Linked DNA regions of Mus musculus: region 2 is linked to region 1. The links are chromatin contacts, called in public promoter capture Hi-C maps. All regions are on one chromosome and are shown on one strand. The core of a region is the stretch at or near the end of the contact, and the rest is flanking DNA. Distances in the headings are between cores, read along the strand shown.

The links. Promoter capture Hi-C pulls out the DNA fragments that hold promoters and counts their contacts.
Region 2: a contact with region 1 is called in a promoter capture Hi-C map of pre-B cells. The contact joins the promoter of Cisd2 here to the promoter of Adh5 in region 1. A contact is called at or near these places in 2 of 39 promoter capture datasets (hippocampal neurons and pre-B cells) and 1 of 115 datasets of contacts at active chromatin or transcription factors (astrocytes).

What each region holds. Positions count from the first base shown.
Region 1 is chr3:138,440,100-138,446,355 of GRCm38.p6, reverse strand. It overlaps Adh5 (alcohol dehydrogenase 5 (class III), chi polypeptide), which reads right to left and starts at 3,263. Exons shown (of 9, transcript NM_007410.3): 1 at 3,163-3,263; 2 at 965-1,066. The coding sequence starts at 3,174.
Region 2 is chr3:135,420,692-135,426,947 of GRCm38.p6, reverse strand. Cisd2 (CDGSH iron sulfur domain 2) reads left to right here and starts at 3,515. Exons shown (of 3, transcript NM_025902.3): 1 at 3,515-3,689. The coding sequence starts at 3,587.

The sequences.
Region 1 (6,256 bases), core at 2,014-4,513:
AAGGCAAAACCTTGTTTGTATTTCTGCTTTTCTGCTTCTGCTCTGTGTATCCATTCTTGCTGTAAGCCAGCAGTTTCCTGGGGATGAAGCTGTTGGTGTGCCCACACCACTCATCTTAGTAATCTACGACAAACTGTCTTCTGAACACGAACATAAATACATAAAGTATAGCATTTCAGACTCTTAGATCTTGGCTGAAAAGGACCTTGAAAAGCAGTAGGTTTTGTGCTTCTCAATTGGATACATGCAAACCTTGGGGCACAGGCTAATCTGCACAATGTGCCTGGTGTCCTGATGAAGTAAGAGTCGTGACTCTTGCCCTTCAAGGAAACACTGTCCCAGAATGTTAAGGAACAAACACACGCAATGGTTATAACTTTAAAGCATTAACTTTGTGTCATAAACAAGCAGAGAGCAGAGGGTAAAAACAGTTTTACAAACGTCAAGGCAGCACAGGTCTCTCCGGAACGCTGCCTTCTGCCTCTCCATAAATTCTTAGCCACAGTGGAGGGTGAGGAGCGGGGGACAAATGGATCCACAGAACCCTGGCCTTGTCCATCACGGGCAGGACAATTTAAAGCTCTGTGGGCAGCAGAACTTCATCTGTTTGCCGCTCTAATCAATCAAGAACCTCTTTCCAGTTTTTCTGAAGCAAAACTGAAGACCGTGTCTTTTCTTTGATTCTAATACAACGCCACTCTGTGAGTTATGAGACTAGCGGAAAGGGGAGGGTCACATAAAGCCACCTTAAACCCAAACTATGACCGTTCTATTGTGGCAATCCACTAATCCGTAGGTTTGGCTTCTTAGCCCGCCCATGAGCAAATACAAAAAGATGGAGAGGCCAACTTGAGGAAGGGCAGGTGTGGGGAGGACTGTGATTCTGTGGCAGGAAGACTTCCAATGCTTTCTCCTTGACACCGCCCTTTGGGGTTTCTCCCACAATGCCTTAGCTGGACATTACCTTAATCCGAACTTCATGAGCCTTTGGAGGGGCCACTTCTATCTCCTCTATGGAGAGAGGCTTTCCCGCCTCCCAGGCGACTGCAGCCTTACACCTGATCACCTGAGGTGGGGGAAAAGAAGTAAAGTTTATTCTCCTAGATTAGTAATTACTTCACGGGCAACCAAGATAATGATGCTGCTCATGTTAGTGTGCCAGGCTGTGGAGAGGGTCCAGGGCGTACAGCTCCTGCCCGTGCAGGCCTGAGGCCCAGAGTTCAGCTCCCCAGCATAACACCTGGAGGCAGATCAAGCTGGCTGGATCGAGTAACTGGCCTGGAGAGCTCTGGGTTCAAGTGAAAGACCCTGATTCAATGTATGGTGGAGCAATTGAAGACCTGATGTCAGCCTGAGACCTTGACATACCCACCTGTGAACACGCATAAACATAAACACACACACACACACACACACACACACACACACACACGCTACAAACTCAGACACACGCAAAGCTAAATAAATAAAACTAAATTGAACAGCATATTCACAGAAAAGCTTATAACCTCTAAGTGAGATGGAGAATTGTTTTTAGGTCTCACATAAATCACACAGTGAATAACATAAAATTAAAGGGCCAGATACAGTGAGGCAAACCTTTAGTCCCAGCGCTCAGAGGCAGAGGCAAGTGGCTCTCAGTGAGCTCGAGGCCAGCTAGATCTACACTTCAAGTTCCAGGACCGACAGGGCTACATGGAGAGATTCCATCTCAAACCTTCCACCCTAAACCACCATCAACCAGGACAACAAATATGTGCATATATATTATTTATATTTAAATTGTGTATACATATATATAAAATCAAAGGGCTGAAGAGATGGCTCAGTGGTTAAGAGCACCCACCTACTGCTCTTGCAGAAAACTCCAGGTTCAGTCCTATGCATCTACACTCTCACAGCTACCTGTAATTCTAGTTCCAGAGGATCTGTGCCACCCCCTGGCTTCCACAGGCTCCTGCATGCATATACACACACACAGGCACACACACACACATCTTAAAGGAGGGTGGGAGGTGGGGAAGAGATGGAGGAGGAGGAGGAAAAGGAAGAAGAAGAGGAGGAAAGAAAGAAAAGGAAAGAAGACTATGGAATACATGTCCCAAGCTGGGGTGTAGCTCAATGGTAGAGCATGTGCCTTGAATGCACAAGGCCTTGGATTTGAGTCCTAGCACAACAATGGACAAGCCAAGCAAAATCCCACCCAGAGTCTTTCACTAGGTTTGGCAAGTAATTCAAGGTTAGTATTCAAGCTTAGTATTATGCGACCTAATTATCTTTTCCTTGGGATGGCTTATATAGCATCACTTTAGTGCAATACTTCCCAGTGGAAAGGATCCTAAGAAATATCCAAATGGGGGTAAAAATACTATAACCATCTCTTATAACTGTGCTAACTAATGCATTAGCCATTTGCCACAGGTGGCTATTGAACACTATAGATAAAGGACAAGTGTGAACTGAAATCAGGTATGATGTAAAAATTTGAAAGCTTAGAAGAGTGAAGAATATCTCAATTTAAAAATACTTATAACGTGGAAATAATATTGCGAGTATCAGGTTGGGTAAACATACCATTAGAATTAATTTTATGTGGCTCTGTAAAGTTTACAATTCCATATGAAATTTATATCGCGCATCTAAAGCAATGAGCTACTAGAGCGATTACACTCAGTACAGACCTTCTTAACCACGGAACCAAACCTAGTGAGAAATGCTGGGTTTTGATCAGTTCACTTGACGCTTATGAAATGTGTTGACAGAATAAAGGTTGCAAGCCACTCACTGGGTTTACTGGAGATGGACTTGAAAGTCAAATAACGTGATTTGAAAAAAACAGGTACACCGTGCTGCACGTAGAAAGCCAAGGTCGAAGGAAGGGCCTAACTTTGCTTGGGAGTTTTGAGCACGGCCCGCGCTCCAAATCTGATCCTGCAACCCGGGCGCGACCCGGGCAAGTTCTTCCGTCCCGCGTGACGGGCGCGGGCCTCAGCCCACCGGGCTCCGGCGGAGCAGAGCAGAAAGCAGAGCTGCTCTCCAAGCGCGGCGCCGAAACAAAGCCTCCATGCCCTCGCTGCGGCTGCGCTCGCCTTCCCCGGCGGGCGGCAGCGGGCCACCCGGGCGTTCCCCTCCTCTGCTCCGGCCCACCGCGCGCCTCCATACCTGGTTCGCCATGGCCGCTAGTTCGGGATCGAGCGCTAAGGTTCACGAGTGTAGCGGAACCCGGGTGAGGGCTGGACCGTGCGTGAGGGGAGGGGCTGTGCGCGGGAGGCGGGCCTTCGATGTAGGCGGGGCGTACGTGAGGGCGGGAGGAGGTGGCTGTGCGTAGGGCGGGACTCGGCTGGGAGGCGGGCCTAATACCGGAAGGGCGGGGCCCGCGTTTCGGAGCCTGAGTTTCGGCTACTGCGCTCCGTTGCTGGGGAGGCAGTAGTTTTGGGGCCGTGAAGCGCTTTATTCCAGGCTGGCTCAACTGAGCCCCTGCAAAGCATCTCTGTGGTATTTCCTTGTCTAATTTTCGTGCAGTCTTTGTACGTTAGACGTGAGAGAAATATAGCGTGTGGTAACACGTGTGGGAAAGCACGTGTAGAACAAGCCACGCCTTCCGTGTGTCCCTGTCCGCGGTCCCCCCGCCCCCCTCTTCCCGGGCTTGCACGCGCTAGCTAGCGAGCTACTGATTTGCGGGTTGCATGCGCTAGCGAGCTAATGCAGCCCCTTGTTTTGCGGGTCTGGGTCCAGGACGAGTCAACACTGCGGCCCTCAAGGGCTTTGAAGGAACACTAGAGGGAGAGGTGCCCATCCTAGCAACAGCCCGACCTCGGATTTCAGCAGGTTACGACCAGGTCCTGGGATTTCAGGGACCATCGGACACGGAGAGAAGTTTTCAGGAAGGGAACCGAGGGAGCAGAGTGGGCCCCTTTTAAGAGTGGACCAACTATGTGGAGACAGAGGCTGCTGTATTTGCTGATGTAATCCCAAATGCTGCTTGTGTTGAAATGTACCCACTAAAACACCGCATTTTGTCTTTTTCATGGCTCATTTCCTGATTACACACTTTAAGGGTTGACATTCTCCACGGTACTGTTCAAAGCCCTTCTCTCACTTCACACTAACTCACACCCTGGCTTTTAACGTATATAATTAATAGGATGATCACCATAGTCTGTCTCCAGTCAGGGTAGTGTTCCTAAACTCCAGGCTTGAAGTACCAAGCCAGTGTGTATTAGGGTATCTCAGTGCTTAAAACCCAACTTACTTAAAACTAATCTTGTATTCGTGCCTCCTAATCCTTTTAAATGATTCCAGTGTCTGGTGATTAAAATATTCAAATATACAAGCCATTTCCAGTCAAACCACCACATGTGGATATTATAAGTTATACTCCTGTAAGAAGTTGAACAAGTTGAGGAATTCATAATTCTTACAGAAGTGAAGTCACGCAGGGAGAGCTGCTGCCCCCCGAAACAGAAACAGGAATACAGAGAATCACAATCCATCAGACTAGAAATTCATCATTGCAAGAAGCAGTACTAGGGCCAGAAACTGAAGAGTGATTGACCTATTGCTGTAGGCACTTTGTAGTTTAGTCTGACTTTTGTAAACGACGGAGGATGCAGTCATGTGGAGTGGAGTATTCTCATACTTTGAGAAGTTTATTTTCACGATTTTTCAGGGAAGGAGGGAGAAAAATTTTCCTACTGTTTCCTTTAGAGCAGTGTTTGTCACGTGTGGGTCATGACCCTTCTGGGGGTCGAATGATCCTTTCATAGGGATCACGTATCAGGTATCCTGAACATGAGATATTTTCATTACGATTCATAACAACCAGATGATAGTTATGAAGTAGCAATGAGATAATTATGGTTGGGGTCACCACAATATGAGGAGCTGTATAAAGGGTTGTAGCATTAGGGAGGCTGGGACCACTGCTCTAGAGGTAGTATCAATGTAAACATGTGTGTTCTTAAGGAGGCTTGCCCTCAAAAATGACTTGACCAGGGCTTAACTCAGCATGAGTTTTCCCTGTGCTCATCCAGTCAGGGAGAAGGGAGATGGGCATCTTCAGTCCTCTCTAGTTCTAGAATCCTATTCCTTGTAAGGGGCTGAGAATTCAAAACCAAACCAAACCAAACCAAACCAAACCAAACCAAACCAAACCAAACCAAACAAAACAAAACAAAAACCCAACCAACTAACCAACCAAAAAAAACACCTGAGGCCGGCCGTGGTGGTGCATGCCTTTAATCCCAGCACTCAGGAGGCAGAGCCAGGTGGATTTCTGAGTTCGAGGCCAGCCTGGTCTACAGAGTGAGTTCCAGGACAGCCAGGGCTACACAGAGAAACCCTGTATGGAAAAACCAAAAAAAACAAAACAAAACAAAACAAAAAAACCCAAAAAACAAAAAACAAAAAAAACCCCCTGAGAATAACTAAAGTTTATAAGCTCACCTAAAGACTCAGATAAAATAAAAAATTAAAAACTGTAGAACATTTTCCCCTTTTACTCAGTAAATTATATCTGTCTTTTAATAAAAAAAATTGCAAGGCACAGAGCAAGGCAAACCATAGTTTGAATGAGCATGGCAAGCATCAAAACCAGACCCAGAAGGTGACAGCTGTGCTGGAATGATCAGACCGTGCGTTTTAGTTTTTCCTTTGTTGAAAACAGACTTTTCATACAATACATTCTGATTACATTTTTCCCTTCCCTTGACTTGTCCAAGATCCTTCTCACCTTCCCTCCAGTCTGAATCTACAACCTTTCTGCTTCCTGTTAGAAAACAAGCTGGTATCTGAATAACGATGATGATAATGATATAAAGCAAAAGCTAGAATAGGACAAAACAAATGAGCAAAAAGAAGAAACAGAACCAAAGAAAAAGCGTGAGAAATACATATATGCAGAAGCACAAATGTTTATACACATAGGAATCCCATAAAAAACAAACAGAAGCCATAATATATACACAAAGGATCCATAAGTTAAAAAAAAAAAAAAAAAGACTGGAAAGCCATGAGACAGAGAACCTTCCTCCAAAGGTTCTCTGAGTTAACTTCCTGTTGATTATCTACTGCTGGGCATGATGGCACCTTGGTAGTGATTTGTGTTCCCAGTGAAACTTGGTTGGACTGAACTAATCTTTCATTTGTGAGTAGTTATCAATTGGAGATAGCTTCTGGGTTAGAGGGGGAGCTTGTGGTCCTCTTGCCCTCTCAGGGCTGGGACCCTGTTGGGCTGGACCTGTCTGTGCAGGATTTG
Region 2 (6,256 bases), core at 2,266-4,765, 3.0 Mb after region 1:
TGAGCCATCTCTCCTGCCCGTTCTTGGGTATTTTTTTAAAGGTGACATTTTAGTTCCAGTAAACCCAGAATTTGTTGAATACTGTGTCATAACATAGTCAGATAAGCATGCCAGTTCTCTTTAGAACATATTATTTTCAAGTGTGTGTTTTATGAATACCCATTGGTTTAGCTTCCACATTTATTTCCTGCTAACCCTGGTTTTAAAGAATAAGACTAAGTTTAATAAATCACTGCTAAAATTACAAAAAAAAGAATACCCAATGTTTTAGAGTTCTAGAATAACAGACTTATAGAATGTATCTGTCTATTCATCTGTCCATCAGTCCATCTATCCATCTATATGACTACCATCCATCTTTCTCCTCTCTGTCTCTAGCTAGGGTATTATTTTAGAATGGCTGACAGGCTATGGTCCAGCTAGTCCAACATGGCTGGCTACCAATGGATAATCCTCGAATCCGGTAGCTATTCAGTCTATGAAACTGGATGTATCAGCTGGGCTTCAATATATACCCGAATACCAAAGAAGTGGGCTCTAATGCTAGTGAAGGAATGGACTTGCCAGAGAGAAGGAGAACTAGACAGAAAAGCTTCCTTCTTCCATGTCCTTTATATAGGCTACCAGCAGAAGGTGTGGCCCAGATTAAATATAGACCTTCCTACTTCAAAAGATCGGGATTAAAGTTGGGTCTTCCCACTTCAAGTTATTTAAGAAAAAATTCCTTACAGGAGTACCCAGCTGCTTGAGTTTCAGTTAATATCAGATATAGTCCAGCTAGCCAATAAAGTAGACTGTTACAAATGAAAAATACTGGAAATGTACCAGATGTAATGGTATTTGCAAGATTATATTCGACTATCTGCATCTATTTAAAAGAAATAAAAATAAGAGGGTGAACAGACAGTCAGTGAGTAAATGCACCAGCTGCTCTACCGAAGGCCTGGGTTTGAGTCCCAGCATTTACATAGGGGCTTACAACAGTCGGTGACTCCAGTCCCTAGGTATCTGATGCCTTTTCTGGTCTTCATAACTACCAGGCATGCATGTGGTACACAGACATACATGCAGGCAAAACACAGACACACTAAAAGAAGAAATTTAAAGAGAAAAGAAGTGAAACAGGATATAAATTCTGATGGGACTATAAGACTATCCTTTAACATAGCTCGTGCCATTCAACAGAAACAGCTAATATATGATCCATACTTTTCTAAATTTCAAGGAAAAAAAGTTTTAGGCATATAAGCTTCCATCAAAAATATCAATCCAGTATCTACAAATACTGCTGAGAGGAAGCTAATCTCTCTCTCTCTCTCTCTCACACACACACACACACACACACACACCTGTAATTCTTTTTATATGGAATTCAAAAACATTCAAAGGAAAACAACAATTGCAGTGGTGGTATTGCCAACTGTGGCTCTAAAGAATACTGAGTCTCTCTGGGTATTAGACATACCCTATGTGGTGACAAGGGTGTCTGAGTGTGCTGAATTGTTGAGTCTCTCTGGGTATTAGACATACCCTATATGGTGACACTGGTGTCTGAGTACACTGAATTGTAATCTGGCACTTGAATATTTGTGTTTCTAAGACAGGTTTCTACCTTTTATCCCAAATGAAAAACTGTAGAGGTCTTAAGAATGTCATTCAACATAGCCTATTTTGTCCTTGTCATGATGAATTAAAAGAAATATCCAATGTCCTTTCGCAGACATTCTTCAGTGTACCCTATGTTCAACTTACCTCCTACTTCAACCATTTCCACAAGGACGGTATACCTGATTAGCAGAGGTAATACAGTTCAGAGGGCAAGAATGCTTAAATTTCACTCCTTTTAAGACAAACAACTTTGGGACCTTTTTTCCTTCAGACAAAAACAAACAAAACAAAACAAATAAACAAAAAACCTAACCTCCCAAAAGGAATGGAAATATGGAAATCCTAATGGAAACAGTAATCTTTTAAATCACCACTTTTTGGTGTATCATTTGCTATGCCATAGCTCATAGACATGTTCTATATCCAAAAACCTTCAATTATCCAATTGTACTTGGTCAATCTGATCAGGTTAAAAATGATAGTAATTTTAAAAAAACTTTTCATCACCTGCTACTTTTCTTTTTAGTGTTTTAGTGAAAAAAATGATCAGAGTTAAATTTAAACAGTTCAAAGAACAGTTTACTTTTCTTTTTTTTTTTTTAGATTTTTTTTTTAAATTAGGTATTTTCCTCGTTTACATTTTCAATGCTATCCCAAAGGTCCCCCATACCCACCCCCCCCCAACAGTTTACTTTTCAAACTTAAAATACCAACAAAAAAATAAAGCTGATTACAGCTCGATGTTACGTGGGCATACCAAATGCTGAATGTTACAGAACACTGATGTCAAGTTTCCAGGATACTTTTACCAGGTACTTGCTCTGGCCTTCCCTTAGCTCTAGTACTTGTGGTCTGTTTAAAGAATTTAAACGAGACACAGGATAGTGAAGACAAGAGTTTATTAAATGATAAAGTAGGGTACTCACAAAGGGGAGAAGAGACCAAAGGGAACACTATAGAGGTGAACAATTTCATGAGGTGACAGTGGATAACAGCTAAACTATGGTGTTGTGACATGTTTTTTAAGTAGGCTTTGTACTATTTAAGTCTCTTGAATAGACAATTTTCCGATTTCCTTGATAGGCCCATTTGGATGAACTCATAAAGGAGGGAGAACAGTGGTTACACCTTTATTCTTCCCAGAAAGCTCTCCTTTTCAGCACCAGATAGCAAACTTAAGATCTTTGGCTCAGTTTAGAATGTCATGTTTTCACCAAGGCCAGAGATTTTTTTTTTTTTTTGACCAGTAATCAGAGTTGCAGTTTCAGTTCCGAGGATTGTAAGCTGCAGACTGAACTTGGGGTCGGTCCATCCTCAGTGACCTTCAAGCCTGCTCATCTGACTAGCTTGCTATTCAACAGTAGGCTCCTGGGTCAAAAGCCCTTAACTCCACAGCGAATGCATTACCCTGGCTATTCTAACCTCAGCCAAGATAGGTAAGTAAAACCACTCCAATACCTTTACATTTTACAAGACGTAAGCCCCGTGTCACAGAAACTCCACAAGACAAGCGTGGTTATCCCAGCATTTGGAAGATGAAGATACTCATAGTTATCAGCCTCCTGAATGTCAGTTCAGGCTGGGTTACATGACTGTCTAAAAAAGGGGGTGGGGGGCAAACACATTTCCCCCCTTTAAAAAGAAAAGCCTTTGACTGCTTGGGCAGAACTGACTAAAGTTGCGGAGGAAAAAACAATCAGTGGGTAACTTTGGGTTTCTTTCAAAACCCGGCCACCCGCTTCCGCAGACGTCAAGGGTCGAAAGCGGACGCCCACCCCCGCAGCCGAGCCGAGGACAGGCCGGGCTCCGTACGCTGGGCGCTGCGTTGCGCTCGGCTCCGCTCCGCAGCGCGCACGTCACTCGCCGCGCGCCAATCGCGGCCCGGCGGGCCACCTCCCGCCCGAGCCCGCGAGCCCGCCGGCCGCTTCCGCTCTCACGCAAGCGCAGCAGCCGGGCAGCGGACGCCGCCGGCGGCAGGATGGTCCTGGACAGCGTGGCCCGCATCGTGAAGGTGCAGCTGCCCGCCTACCTCAAGCAGCTCCCGGTCCCCGACAGCATCACCGGGTTCGCCCGCCTCACAGGTAACCCTCCCGCCGCCGTCCCATCCTCGCGCGCCGCCCCCGTGGGGGCAGCGGTGGAGAGCGCGGCGCGGCGCGGGGCGGGCCGGGGCGGGGCGTCAGGCCTTGGCACGTGACCCGCGGCCGGCGTGCGCCTGCGCGGCGCGAGGCGGCCCCGGGAAGGGTTCCTTTCCCGGGCGACCGACCCAACGGGTTAATGCCGGGGAGTAGGTGCTGAGGTAGGAGCGACGCGGCTCGTTCCTGAACTCACTGTCGCATGCATCTTGTAAAGCACTTTCCAAGTCCTCGCTGTGTGAGGCGCCCAGCGCGTGGGGAAGAAGTACTGCCTCCACGCCATGCCCGTGTATGATGCCTGTATTAACGAAATCACCAGTGACCTCCCTTCCCGACAGCACTTGGAGGCTTGAAGTCACCTATCATGGAGGCATTTGAGGTCACCTCCATAACTACAGTTCCTGGAGCAAGTTGAGGTGCAGAAAAAGTAGCCGGATGTATTCCTAGGCTCTATGATTTTGGAGCATTGAATCTATTGTGAATTAAGGTTCTGCCTGTATGAAAAGGTTCCCGCAGCTCAGTAATAAATATCTTGACTATATGCAGAATGCAGTCAGTACTTGATAGATTGTGTTGGGTTTGGAGCATGATGGTGTAGGTTAAATTTTTCTAAACCGTGTCCGCAGACTGTATGAGATGGTGACAAAATCAGCAGTGCCTGAGGTCCCTAATATCAGCGAATGCAAACATGAATTTAGATAACTCGGAGGTGAGTAGTCTAGAGACATTTGACTTGAAATACAATAATTGGGAGACTTGGAAGAAAAAGTAATTCCGTGTACCAGAAGATGGAGTTCATACCAAATTGTTGAGGAGTATTTGGAGATGGGTGTCAGCCCCATTCCAAGGAAATTATTTTGTTTGCAGTTTGGCTTTTCCTGAGTGAGTTCCTCAAACAGATGTGCATTTGATACTCGCCCCTCCCAGGGATAAAAAGTAAAAACAAAAGAGACTCATGTGTTTATATGGATACACCTATACCATACAGACTTTAACAGAGAGATTTTTTTTTTAATTGTCACTGACAACTGCTCTGTTAACAAGTAGGTTTTAAGCTTTTAACGTGTTTAAACATTAGATCCAGTAGAGTGTATGAAAGAGATTAGAAAGCACTGTAGCTGACGAATCCACACCAAGGAAACATGCAGACACTTGAAGTAACATAAAAGTAACAAGAACAAAAAATTCCAAATCTTCTGTTCTCTATAAATATCAAAATTTCTTGGTCCTGTGCCCTTATTTTTAAAAACTGTAGCAAGTACATGACTTGACTTCCCTCCCCTGCCATTTCTTTACCTCGGCACTGTTTCGTGTAACCCTCCTGCAGGTATTCTGACAGTACTGATCTTGTCCTCTGCCTTCCTGCCCCTTTATAGCTTGAAATTTAGAGTTCTATATTTCAAATAAGTGCGTTGTAGTAGTTTAATGTTAGTATACATAAACCAATTGTTTTTTCTCTTCTGAATGGTATAGTCTTGAATGTAATTCACTAAAACTGGGAATTCAAAGCCAAAGAGGCATAGTCATTTTGTGGCATTGTTCTGCTTTGCCAATTTGTCTTAATAATACACATTAATTAGGAGTTTAATCCGTTTTTTTCTCACCCTACTGAAGGGCATCTTGCATGTGTTGGTTATGACTGTGGCTGCATTTATGTTAGTTTCAGGTTTTTGTGGATGAAATGTTGTTGAAGCAGGTTATGACTCTTTGTTTAGTGGCTAGAAAGCCTTATAAGCCTTATAAGCTTATGTCCTTACAGGTCTATTCATTCTGTCAGTAAATAATTCTTATTAAAGCCACTCAGGAAATTCAGCCATACCTTGCCCCTCCTAAACCAACAGTGTGCAGTAGCTTTCTCTCTAGAATTATGAAATATTTGATGTTAGCACTGTTTCTTAAAAATAACAACCACTCTGGCGTCCTCTCAGTTTCAGTCAGGGTCTCCTGTGACGCAGGCGGCTTCAGACGTCACTGAGGGTAATCTCGAACTCATGATCCTTCTGCCCTCGCCTTGCTAGGAACAGGCCCGGTGAAATGTGAGTGGCAGTTTAGTAGTAGCTATTTAAGCCCCAACACAGTGTCTACAAGTCTAGTTATAATCTGAATTGCTAGCTTGTCCAAGAAACATGAGCTTGCTTGCAGTAATGGCTTTCTGAGAACATTCTGTCTGGAATCTGACAATAACAGTTACAGAGTCTGTTTTGGAGGGCTGGTAAAACCCTGCAGGCTACTTTTCACCAGGTGTCCCCTTCAAAGTATATCATAATAATGTGATGTTTGTTTTCTTAAGGGAGCTACTTGAAGAATCTTTCATGTAGATTTTCATTCAAATAAAAACTTAGAAGACAGCTTTTAAGAAATTCATTTACATCTTTAGAAGACCAAAAGTGTCCTCATTTTCTTCCGTGAGAATCAGCCAGAAAAGGTTGTAGTTCACATCACCACTTCCCCTATTTAGATTTAGCTAGCTCCCTGCCCCACAGTTCCCTCATGATGAGTCTGCATTCTTAGAAAAC